Regions from separate parts of the Zea mays genome. Here region 2 is linked to region 1. A link is a contact called in public Hi-C data. All regions are on one chromosome and are shown on one strand. Each heading gives the region's core, a stretch centred on a gene start, on an enhancer-like site or on the middle of the called end of the contact. The rest is flanking DNA. Distances are from core to core; before and after follow the strand shown.

Evidence for each region. Hi-C and Micro-C count contacts between places; a contact is called where the count stands out from the background.
Region 2: a Hi-C map of tassel shows a contact between it and region 1, with 3 times the contacts expected there. The contact joins the promoter of LOC100278491 here to the promoter of LOC100501293 in region 1. A contact is called at or near these places in 3 of 25 Hi-C or Micro-C datasets (ear, leaf and tassel).

Annotation. Positions count from the first base shown.
Region 1 is chr8:138,775,125-138,780,653 of Zm-B73-REFERENCE-NAM-5.0, forward strand. LOC100501293 reads right to left here and starts at 2,775. Exons shown (of 9, transcript NM_001362594.1): 1 at 2,267-2,775; 2 at 1,083-1,615; 3 at 862-987; 4 at 570-669; 5 at 379-443; 6 at 170-272; 7 at 1-92. The coding sequence starts at 2,689.
Region 2 is chr8:139,028,343-139,034,159 of Zm-B73-REFERENCE-NAM-5.0, forward strand. It overlaps LOC100278491, which reads left to right and starts at 3,624. Exons shown (of 1, transcript NM_001151753.2): 1 at 3,624-4,839. The coding sequence starts at 3,662. The coding sequence ends at 4,639. It overlaps LOC100501664 (putative cytochrome P450 superfamily protein), which reads left to right and starts at 843. Exons shown (of 4, transcript NM_001196342.2): 1 at 843-2,038; 2 at 2,153-2,232; 3 at 2,318-2,410; 4 at 2,521-3,100. The coding sequence starts at 919. The coding sequence ends at 2,934. LOC100283640 reads right to left here. Exons shown (of 11, transcript NM_001156541.2): 11 at 5,263-5,817. The coding sequence ends at 5,512.

The sequences.
Region 1 (5,529 bases), core at 1,525-4,024:
CTACGGATTTGCTTGTCGGTCTCAGGATCCCCAGATAGAACAGGCTTCCTGCTGACTGGCGGAGGCACCACCCATTTCCAGCCATCTTTATCCTATCACAATGAATACAAATCATCCATATTCCATAACATATTATGGTAACACTGAAAGAAGAAACAGATGTACATACATCATAATCCCATGAAGGGCGCCCTTTCCTCTCTGTTATATCAGTTGCACCTTGCAGCTCCTTTATCTTTGGCAATGGTCTTGGACGGTCACCGTGATCGTCACTAAAAAGCACAGTACAGATGTCAGCAGGAAGATCACACATTTTTTTCTTTAAGGTCAAGAACTAATCTAGCAGTGACAGTGATGACACGAAGTGTTTTGTCCAACCTGGTCCAAGGAGCTGGTTCATTGTCACAGCGTACAAAGAGATACCTGCAGACCTTGAACTTACCCTATGGCAAAGAAAAAGACAGAAGAGTAAATACATATCAACATGTTTGCCCACTGTTAGCTAATAAGTAGCTGCATAATATGCAAGCATAGATACACGTGCAATCTGAATACATGAACCAAGTTACCTGAATACCAATCTTCCTCCAGCACTTCTCAATCCTGTAAACCCCGTCGTACCTCACACCAGATTCAGGAGCATATGAGGACCGCTTCTCTTTGTGCGACCTTTTAAGACAATATAGTGAGACAAAGGTCCAGCAATTGGAGGACACGAAGCATATATAGACGACTGTCAAAACACCCAAGAACATCAATATTTAAGAATTCCAGAAACAAGCAAATAGACAAGGAAAGACAACACAGGAAACATGGCAAACCTCGCTGTTTTATGTGTAAATATGGCAAAAGAAAGTATACCGTACAACCCTAACAGGGTAGCCCTTTAAGCAACTAATGCGTAAAGCAGCATTCAGCTTCTCAAATTTCTGATCAGATGACTGTTCCTTGTTTGTCCGCTTGTTACCACTTAGATCCCTCCCACCGCTGCATTAGATATAATTTTCCAGACATTTCAACCAGGAGAATACATGTAGGATCAATCATGAAAAAGAGAACAGCAAGTAATTAAATTAGTAAACCTTCCGGTGTAAAGAAACCACTCTCCATGGTCTTCATCATCTTCATACCCTCCTGAGAGGGCTACTGATTGAGCACCATGCGTAGACTGGCCAGCAATGCCAGCCACATGAGGAAAGTGAGCACCCCATTGCCTGCACTCAAGTCGGTCTTCCCATGTTTCCCCGACTCGAACACCCATATTCCTGCGGGGGTCATTTTCTGCAAGAATGGGGCCAAAATGATCAGGTGCAATAGTCACAAAGATCTGGCCACTTGATGCGTTTGCTTTTCCAGCCCTCTTAGCCCTGTCAGTTGTAAAGGCCTTATCAGGCCTATCATCATTTCGTAGATAGTGATATGGAACTGCTGAGCCAGCAGAGTTAGGATTCTTTGAAATCTTAGCCATCCTGATAACTTCGACTAGTGCGGAGTTGATTCTTGGCTGCTCAGCCATTTTGGCCGGGATCTGCGCCCGACATTTCCCACACGTCCTCTTCTGATTTTGAATCCACTTCTGGAAGCATTTCAAGCAGAAGTTATGGCCACAGGGTGTCTGCAAAAGAAAAGAATATATGGATTAGGACTGGCATAAACAATTATTGAGTGAAATGGTTATTCATCTCCTAAAGAGATTAACAGTATGTTACCAACTAAAGTACAGCAAAACAATAAGGGCTGGTTTGGTGACAAGGAAATTGGAGGGGATCCATGGGGAGGTAATCCCTTGCTATTCAATTTTAAATAGCAAGAGATTTCCCCCTCATGGATTACCTCCAATTCCCTTGTCACTAAACCAGTCTTAAATGGTTTTGTTGAGAACAATCAGGCAAACAGCTTACATACAGACAGTGCATGATCCGTGGTATCTGGTAAGTTTGAGTAAATCAAATCTTCCCGGTGAAGGAACATAGCGAATAAACGTTATGCAGGTACTTCCAGAACGGTAAAAAAAATCCGATCGGAAAACAAGGATATACTCGCTCCATCCCAAAATAACTGTCACTACGTTACCCACGCTAGTCAAGATTTTTTGAGTTTGACTAAATTTGTAACCTCCCCCTCCCCCCCCCCCCCCCCCCCCCCCCGGCACTGGGACTAAAGAAAGAAGTGTACGAATACAGGTTCAATTAAGAAGGAAGTAAGCAAGGAAAGTCCACAAGCCAATTCGGCGGTTGCTGTTAGATGGGGAGAGAGGAAACGTTACCGTGACGGGTCGTTCAGGGAGCTTCATGCAGAAAACGCAGCTGAAGTTCTTGCCGACGATCTCAAGGGCATCGTCGGACGCTTCGTCGTCATCGTCGTCCGCGCCGTCGGGGGCGTCGCCGGTGAGGAGGGCCTGGCGGCGGCGCGCCTTCTCCTGGTCGGAGAGTGTGTGGTCAGCCTCGATGGCGCGGATGGCGGCGACCAGGGTGTTGGCGGGGCCCGAGGGAGCGGCGACGGCAGCGGAGTCGGGGGAGCAGTCGGGGCAGCTCCAGCTGGCGGCGTCGGCGAGGGCGGGGGGCTTGGAGAGGCACGGAGAGTGCCAGGGCGTGGTGCAGGTGGAGCAGGTGAGGAGGTCGACCTCCGGCGGGGATGCGACGCGGCAGACCATACAGACGCCATCGCCGTCGCAGGGGAGGTCCGGCATGGCGGTTGCGAGTGGGATGGTCTGGGGGCTAGGGTTTCGAGGTCGGTCGGAACTGGAAATGGTGGCGGATTGGCGGGGAGAGGAAATGACGGCGGAGGCCGGAGTGGGGTTTTGGATGGTGGGGTAGTAGTCAGTCGAAGCGGCGGGTTCAAATTTTGGGTTTGCCGCTGGCCGGGCGGGGGGAGGGCAGGCACGGCCACCACTCTCCTTCCCAGACCAGTTTCCCCCCATGGCGCCACTTTCGCCGGGAAGAGGTGGAACGGGTGGGGTACAGATTCCTTTTACGGCCGGGGCCCACAGATCGGTGACTGAAAAGTTGGATCCCTGAACGTGAATCAAGGCTTTCCGGAAGTGAGCGCCAATGGGAAGATACCATATGGACATCAGGACATGGCAAGTGGGCGGCTCCGATGGAGTGACGCATTTGCCCATACTTCCGATTCTAGCGTCTGTTGGGAAGCGAACGCAGTTTTTTTAGAGCAACTCCAATAGTTATGTAAATTTTAGCTCTCTAAATCATAGATTTAAGAAGTTGCTAAATGGCTTTTGGAGTAAAAAAATGTGAGTTCTCCAATAGTTCTCTAAATATAGGTTGTAATTTTGTTTTGTATCTATCCACATAAAAAATAAGTCACAAAAACTATATAATGCAGTCAATATTTTTGTTTAGGGAGTTGTTAAATGGTTGCCAAATGTAGAGAGAAAATGAGGTTAGATGACAAGTTGTTAAATTTAGAAAGTTCATTTAGAGAACTGTTGGAGAATAGTTTTTATGTTAACTACCTAAATTATTGATTTAGGAAGTCTTTTAGAGAACTATTGGAGTTGCTCTTAATTAGTTACTATTCCTATTTCTAATTTCTAGAAACTGATTTATGAAGAAAAAAGTCCGAGGATGTTAATTAGTAACATATTTTTCCTGTATTTTTAAAAAGCGGTGCCAATAGATATAAATTTCATGAAACCAACGAAGACATAGTGTGATGAAATAAACAAAAGCTGGTTTTAGTTAGGGGATAGTAACTTCTTGATTTTAGAAAAACTGGATTATAAACTAGTATGTTTAGGACCGCTATAGTTTCTATAAAGCAGTTTCTTAAGACTTTGTGCTTCCAAACAAACCATTATTTGATTTGATCGATTCGTTCCTGTGTACCTTTGATGAAAACTCAACATATCAGGGTGCTTGTGTTGCTACCGGTAATTGGTCAAGCAACAGCTGATCTCAGTTTCGCATAGACTCAAATGATCTATTGCTACCAGTAATTGGTCAAGCAACAGCGCTCATCTCACTTTCTTAGAGAGACTCGGATGCATTTCTCGGCAAAGCACCAAAGAAGAGAAGAAAGTAGTAGATTAAGGTAACAAGAACAATGGTTCATGTTTTCTCTCTCCTTTCTCTAGCCAACTAAACCTTTATATATAGAGAGAGAGAGTTGCTAGTTTGCTACACATAGCACTGGTCTGTTGTGCTATAAACGGTCACAGCCGCACGATGGAGCAGTCGATGGCTGGATGTAGATTAGCCTCCCGCCGCTGCCGCAGATTGCGCGGGGCCCATGATCTCACAAATCCGTTAACAAGTAAAACAGCACCGTTCCCAACCAAATATCCGTCTGGCTGCGCTTTTCATCCGCTCTGTTTGCGATCGTTGTTTCCTCTTCTCTGCAGCCATGGCAACTGAGGCAGCGGAGGAACATCCAGGCGTGGTGCAGCATCCACTCCATGGAAGCCGGTGAAGGTGTAGCACAGCAGGATCATATCAATATGGCGCATCCACAATAAGGTAAGCCTAGTCCAGTTGTTGATTCAGTCCTCTGTTTTTAAGCAGTCTTTGTAGGGTCCGTAAAAAAATTCTTCTAGGTTTAGTCCCACACCCGTATATAATTATATATATTGTTTCTGTAAGGTTGCAGATTTCAGCGTTACTACTTGAGCCTGTTACTACTTGAGACTATCAATTTGATATTTCTTTTTAATAGGACTGAACATGGCCAGCACGGTTGATGGCAACGACGACATAATTGATCCACACGAGCATTTACAGTGGACTCCATTTGTGGGAAAAGAATTTTCTTCACAGAACGAAGCAAAGAGATTCTATAATAAATATGCCTTCAATAAAGGGTTTAGTATTCGTGCCACTACACATACAACATCGAAATCAGGGGTAATCACATCTAGATTGTGGTTTTGCTCCAAGGCAGGATTTTCTAAAGGTGTCAAGGAAGCTGTAAAATTAATGCAGACTACAGGAAATCAACAAAGCCCCAAAAGGAGGTTGCTCTCACCCGAACCGGTTGCAAAGCACGTCTTAGAGTGGCATTGGAGGATGGAGTGTGGCGAGTTAGTGTTTTTTATGATAACCATAACCATCTTATGGTCACATCTCCTTCAAAGATAAGAAACCTTCGCTCTCACCGATCAATGGAAGATGCGGATAAGGAAGTCATTGAAGATATGCGTGCCCAAAATATTGAGACCTCAAAGATACATCAGTATTTGGGTGCTTTGCATGGTGGTATGAGCAACCTAAAGTTCAAAAGAAAGGATGTTAGTAATGAGATAGCATCTGCAAGGCAAAAACTCATTGGTATGGATGTGGAATCAACTTTGGTGTATTTTCATAAGAAACAAGAAGAGGATCCTGAATTTTTTTGTGAGGTCAAGGTGGATGACAATGGCCACTTGAAGAACTTTATTCTGGGTTGATGGTAGAGCAAGAAGAGCATTCTCTGTATGAGACGACATAGCCCTCATAAATAAAACTTGTGAACCCGAGTGCACTTGCAAATACAGTTGTATGATACACTGCCTCTGTACTGTGGCAAACCTCTCGC
Region 2 (5,817 bases), core at 2,374-4,873, 250 kb after region 1:
AACCACGAGCCGGCAGCGCGTGGGCGGGGCGAGCCAGGGGATGCGGCGGGAGCAGCAGTCACGACATCAGACGACATCAGAGGATGGAGGGAGAAGGAAAGCGAGGAAAGAGAGAAGAAATGTTTCGGCTACATGTTAAAATCCCATAAGTGCTTGTTCGTTTTGGTGATAATCCATATATATTGGGTGGGATTGAGCCGATTTAAATCTATAACAAGTCAAAATTCATCTTAAATTGCACCCAATACATTCCAATACATATATAATATCAATAACCGAACAAGCCCTAAGTTTTTTTGGTGGCCGTGAAACTTAGCCGTCGAAAGTAACATTGTTTTCGACGGCCACTCACAGCTGCCAAAAGTAAGACACTATTTTCGACGATCAGGGTTTAACCGACGAAAATAGTGTGCAGTGATATTGCGGAGGCTGACCTGCACGAGTATTGGTTCGAGAGACGCTTTTCCACCGGGTCACCTGCATCAGCGGGGAAGGGGAGGCGAGAGTTTCGCTGGCTGGCCAGACCGGCGTGAGCCCGGCGCGGCTGAACCCACCAACCAATTACGTCCAATGTGCACCAGCTAGTACATGTGTACGTGCAAAACACATCGCAGGAAAGGCAGCTGCGCAGTCTTCTCCACTACGCCGCGCCTGCCTTCACAGTACGCCCGCTACACTAATATGCTATGAATATGGACAGGACATTCCAGAGGTAGCTGGGTGGGGGGTGGACAGTGGATCCTCCACCAGCAGCAGTGTCCTAGTCGTCGTGTATCCTGATGGCATCTATTCTACTTGTACTGCCGGGAGGCCGGCCGGAGCTGGTGGCTGCTCCTGTTGCATTGCGATGGCAAGTGGAGTGAGTGATTGCGAATGTGACCGACGACGGGCTCATCTTCTTCTCTTTTACACTAGAGCATGATGCATGGGCAGGAGCTGTCCTATGACTCCTATCCCTCCTCCTTCCTAGCCATGGACGACATGCACCGCCAACTCCAAGCACCACCAGCCTGCCAAAGCCACAGCAGCAGCAGCAGCATCTTCTTTTTCTTTTTCTTAGCAGCGGTCATCATCTACTGCGTCGTGATCATCAGACGATTGATCAAATTCCAAGGGAGGAGGAGGGTGAAGAATGATCATGCAGCAGCAGCAGCAGCACCACCACCACCACCACCACCGAGAAGGGGTAGCCGCTGGTGGTGGTCCGTCGTGGAGACGCTGGCCTTCCTGTCCGCCAACAGCAGCGGCAGGGGCTTCTACCACTTCGTGGAGGCTCGCCACCGCAGGTACGGTCCCGGCCCCTGCTTCCGCACCTCGCTCTTGGGCGCCACCCACGTGTTCGTCTCGTCGGCCGACGCCGCCAGGTCGCTCCTGGGCGCCGAGCCAGCCGGCTTCTCGAAGCGCTACGTGCGCACCGTGGCGGAGCTCCTCGGCGAGCACAGCCTGCTGTGCGCCTCCCACGCCACCCACCGCGCCCTGCGGCGCGCCGTGGCGCCCCTCTTCAACGCGCAGGCCACGGCGTCCCTGGCCGCCACCTTCGACGGCCTCACGCGGAGGCTCATGAAGCGCGACTGGAGCAGCAGCACTGGGGCCGTGGTGGTGCTCGACGCCGCGCTGGACCTAACATTCGAGGCCATCTGCGACATGCTCATCGGGAGGACGCTGCGGCCCGATGCGAGGAGGCGGCTGCAGAGCGACGTGCTGGCCGTGACGCGGGCCATGCTGGCGTTCCCGCTCAGGCTGCCGGGGACCAGGTTCCACGCGGGCCTCCGGGCCAGGAAAAGGATCATGGACGTGCTCAGGCAAGAGATAGGATCAAGACAGAGACAGATCATGGACATGGAGGAGGAGGAGGAGGAGCAGCAGCACGGCGACGACTTTCTGCAGAGCCTTCTTCTTCTCAGGAGTAGGAGGAGGAGGCGGAGCCAGCAGCAACAACACCTTTTACCATCGTCGTCAGCTCATCATAACGACGACGACGACCTCTTCCTCACTGACGACCAGATTCTCGATAACATCTTGACGCTCATCATTGCCGGTACGACAACCTACAAAAAAAATATATAATTTCTTGCTTGCTTGCTTGCTTTTAATTACATGCAGCACGTTCTTCTTCTTCTTACGTATTATTATAAATTAACAACGATAACAGGGCAGGTGACGACAGCGAGCGCAATTACATGGATGGTCAAGTACCTGGCTGACAACAAAGTCTTCCAAGAAACCTTGAGGGTGGGTGGGTCAATAATCATCATCAGTAGTCCACCCACACCAGACCAGATAAATGTCGAATAATCCGAATCTGTTGTTGATGCAGTCAGTTCAGCTGGAGCTGAAGCAGCAGCAGCAGCAGGAGGAGGCAGATCATGATCTCCTCCAACATCTCAACAGCATGGAGCTTGCATACATGGTGTCTGTCCGTCGTCCGATCCACAACATACATATGCATCTCTATCAGCAAGCTGGAAATTAATTAAATGTTATTAATTCTTGCTGCTTATTGCATTAATTTGCATGCAGACGGTTAAAGAATCATTGAGGATGGCGAGCATAGTTTCCTGGTTTCCAAGGGTAGCACTCGAGGACTGCCAGGTCGCAGGGTTCCACATCCACAAGGGGTGGATTGTGAACATTGATGCGAGGGCCCTACACTACGATGCGACGCTCTACCACAACCCCACCATGTTTGATCCTTCAAGATTCAAAGGCGGGCATAGCATGCACACGAAGCAGCCGTACAGCTTCCTGGTGTTTGGAGCAGGCGGGAGAACCTGCCTGGGGATGAACCTCGCCAAAATCATGATGCTCATTTTTCTGCACCACCTTGTTACAACATGGAGATGGGAGATGGCCGACGACGACCCCAGCCTTGAGAAGTGGGCAATGTTTCCCAGGCTCAGAAACGGATGCCCCATTCACCTCGCACGCATATGATGATTAAGCATGCACTAGCTACCAGAGGAAACTAGTATATATCTTCTGTAACCCTAAACCACAATGCAACCACAAAGCACCGATGTGATGTGTACTTTATTTTCACCACCTTATGTATGTAATTGTCTCGCATGTTATATCAAGAGAAGTACTCTATTCCTCTCTCTCTCTTATGGAGCTCTTGTCGGTTTAGGCTATTAAAGAGCTTAATTGATAGATTTCTCTATTTACAATGACTTGACGAATCGTACATTCATATTGATTTGAGAGATTTTCATATAAACGATTCTCATACAAATAGGTTGAGAAGCAAAGCCCGATTCTAACCCCATAAGGTCTTGTTCGTTGTGCCGGATTGATGAGTCGGAACGATTCCTAACCGAATTGATTCTCTAATTTATATAAATTTTAATTAGGGCATGTTTGGTTAGCTCTCAATCCATGTGGATTGAGTGAGATTGGATGAGTTTGAATCTCAAATAAGTCAAACTTCTTCTCAATTTTTTCCAATCCCATCTAATCCATGTGTTTTGGAAATAACCGAACAAGCCCTTAACTGGAACAATTCCGGATGCGATCCGACACAAACGATCAAGGCCTAAAACTCGATCAAACAGTGGCGGGTCCCGCCCTGCACTCAACTGCGGTGACTTCACTCTTGTCCTGCCACGTCCCGCCCCGTCCCGTCGCCCGTGGCCGCCCCAGCTGCCGCGTGCCGCCCGTTTCCATGGCTATGGAGGGGAGCGGCGGCAGCCAGAGCCAGCTGATCCATCCGGCCGTGGACGAGGCAGCCCTGGCCGTCACCAAGAGAGAGCGCAAGAGAAGCAGGTACCTCTCCCCTCCCTATACCGACACAGGCGTCCTCCAAGAAAAGAAGGCCGCCGGCAGCCAGAAGCAGCGAGAGGAGGGGCAACCCCATGTCTCCGGCGCGGAGGTGCTCCCCACTCTCCGAGCCTCAGCGCTCGGGCAGGGTAAGGGGATGGAAGCGGCAGCCCTCCGTTTCATGGCCATGGATAGCAGGAACAGGAACAGCATTTTCGTCGACGACCATCCCGATTCCCATGCTGCCGCGGGCGGTGCCTCCCAAGACGATGGTGTCAGCAAGCCTCCATCAGCTGCTGGTGTTGGCCGCAAGATGATGCTCAACCTTAATGCAGGCCCAGACGACGGATCGTCCTTGGCCAAGAAGAGGAAGAGAAAGACGATGAAGACCGTTGGGCAGCACAGCTATGTCGGGAATCCTGTGGCACTTGTGCTGGACTTGGCAGAGGGAACTCCGCTGCCCTCCAGGGAGGACCTCCTCTCCACTTTCAGCAGGTTTGGCTTTGTGATCGACTCCGAGACCAGCATCACCCAAGACAAGAACAAGCACACCGCGCGCGTGGTGTTCGCCACCAGGGCTCAAGCAGAGAGCGCCTTGAGCTGTGCCGCGACTCTTGGCGGCGCATTTGCAGCACCGAGCGTCCAGGATCTCCCTCCCATCACGCCTCTTCCAAAGCTCCCTCTCACAGATATTAGGAACAATCTTGGGAAGATGATCTTGTCCTTGTCGTCTAAAGCCAAGTCACCTCAAGAAGCGAATGCAAAGCCGGCCGTGGACAGTCTCAGTCTTGTGGGAGAAATGCAACATCTTCTTGCCAAGGTTGACAAGGTGCTGCAAGCGCAGCGTGCATCTGCTACAGATCATCATGCAATCCACCACTGACCAGTCTGTATGGTTAGGATGCATCTAGGTCGTTCAGCTACTGACCCATGTTCCTTGTAGCTGCTGATCGTCAGTCTTTTGTAAATGGATCCTGAAATCCACCAGTTCAGCGGCTGGTTTCTCTCCCCATGCATTTGTGTAAATGGTAGACCTACATGCATCGCTGCTCTATCTAGTGGTACTCCGCACTAGCATCCTTTATCATCCTCTGTCAGGGTAATGTTCCTTTGCTGGTGGTATCCCACCTTTGACCTGAGACAACAACAATAATTGGAATCCTGTCATAAGTTTACACTTTGTACTCCAAAACAAAACAAAACAAAACAAAAAAGAAATATCCAACTGAATTTGAACGATGACAAGGGTCTGGGGAGATCATGAACTGACGAAAACAATCCATGTGTACGCCGCCATTCATTCTCATCCCTGGCAAACGCAGGAAATAGCCCCTGGAGAACACCTGAATGGATTCATTCTCATTCTTGGCAGACCCTGAAAAAACAACACCTGAATGGAATAAAGCGAGACAGCAACAAGAAAACAAACGACCATCTCCATTTGGTCCATTGCGATTGCTAGTCATCACAAGATCAAGATCAAAATACAACAATTCACAAGCACACTTTTTAAGCACCCTCAATCGAACAGCCAAAAAAATATTATTGATATGTTCTCCTGTGTACAAGTAGCATTAATCTAAATGCAGAAACTATCTGCTACTTATTGCATTATTACGGGTACCCATCGGCGTGGTTGCCCCGCTGTTCTGATACAGACGTTATTCAGAGATGTATGACAAACCCCCCAGATGTACTAGAGATCCTGAATCTCTCTTAGATTGCTTCCCAGTTCTTAGCTGGTCTTGGTTTCACTTAGGCCGCCACTGATTGTTCTTGGATCTCACTGCGTCCAGCATCGCTTGCAGTAGCACCATTAACAGGAACCTCAGTCACAGCATCCGATGCACTTGAACCATTCACCTGCATCTCACCAGCTGCCTCAGAGGCATCGCTGGAGGGCTGCTTTGGAAGGGCCTTTGGTTGACGTATGGCAGCTGCTGCTTCTGGCATCGCAACACCTGGAGGCTGAGGGGGCACCCAGCGGCGCTGCGGTGGCGGTCTTTCCTCAACCCCAGTGTTGTAAGTCAAAGGCCTAGGTTCATCCGCTTGAAAATCAGG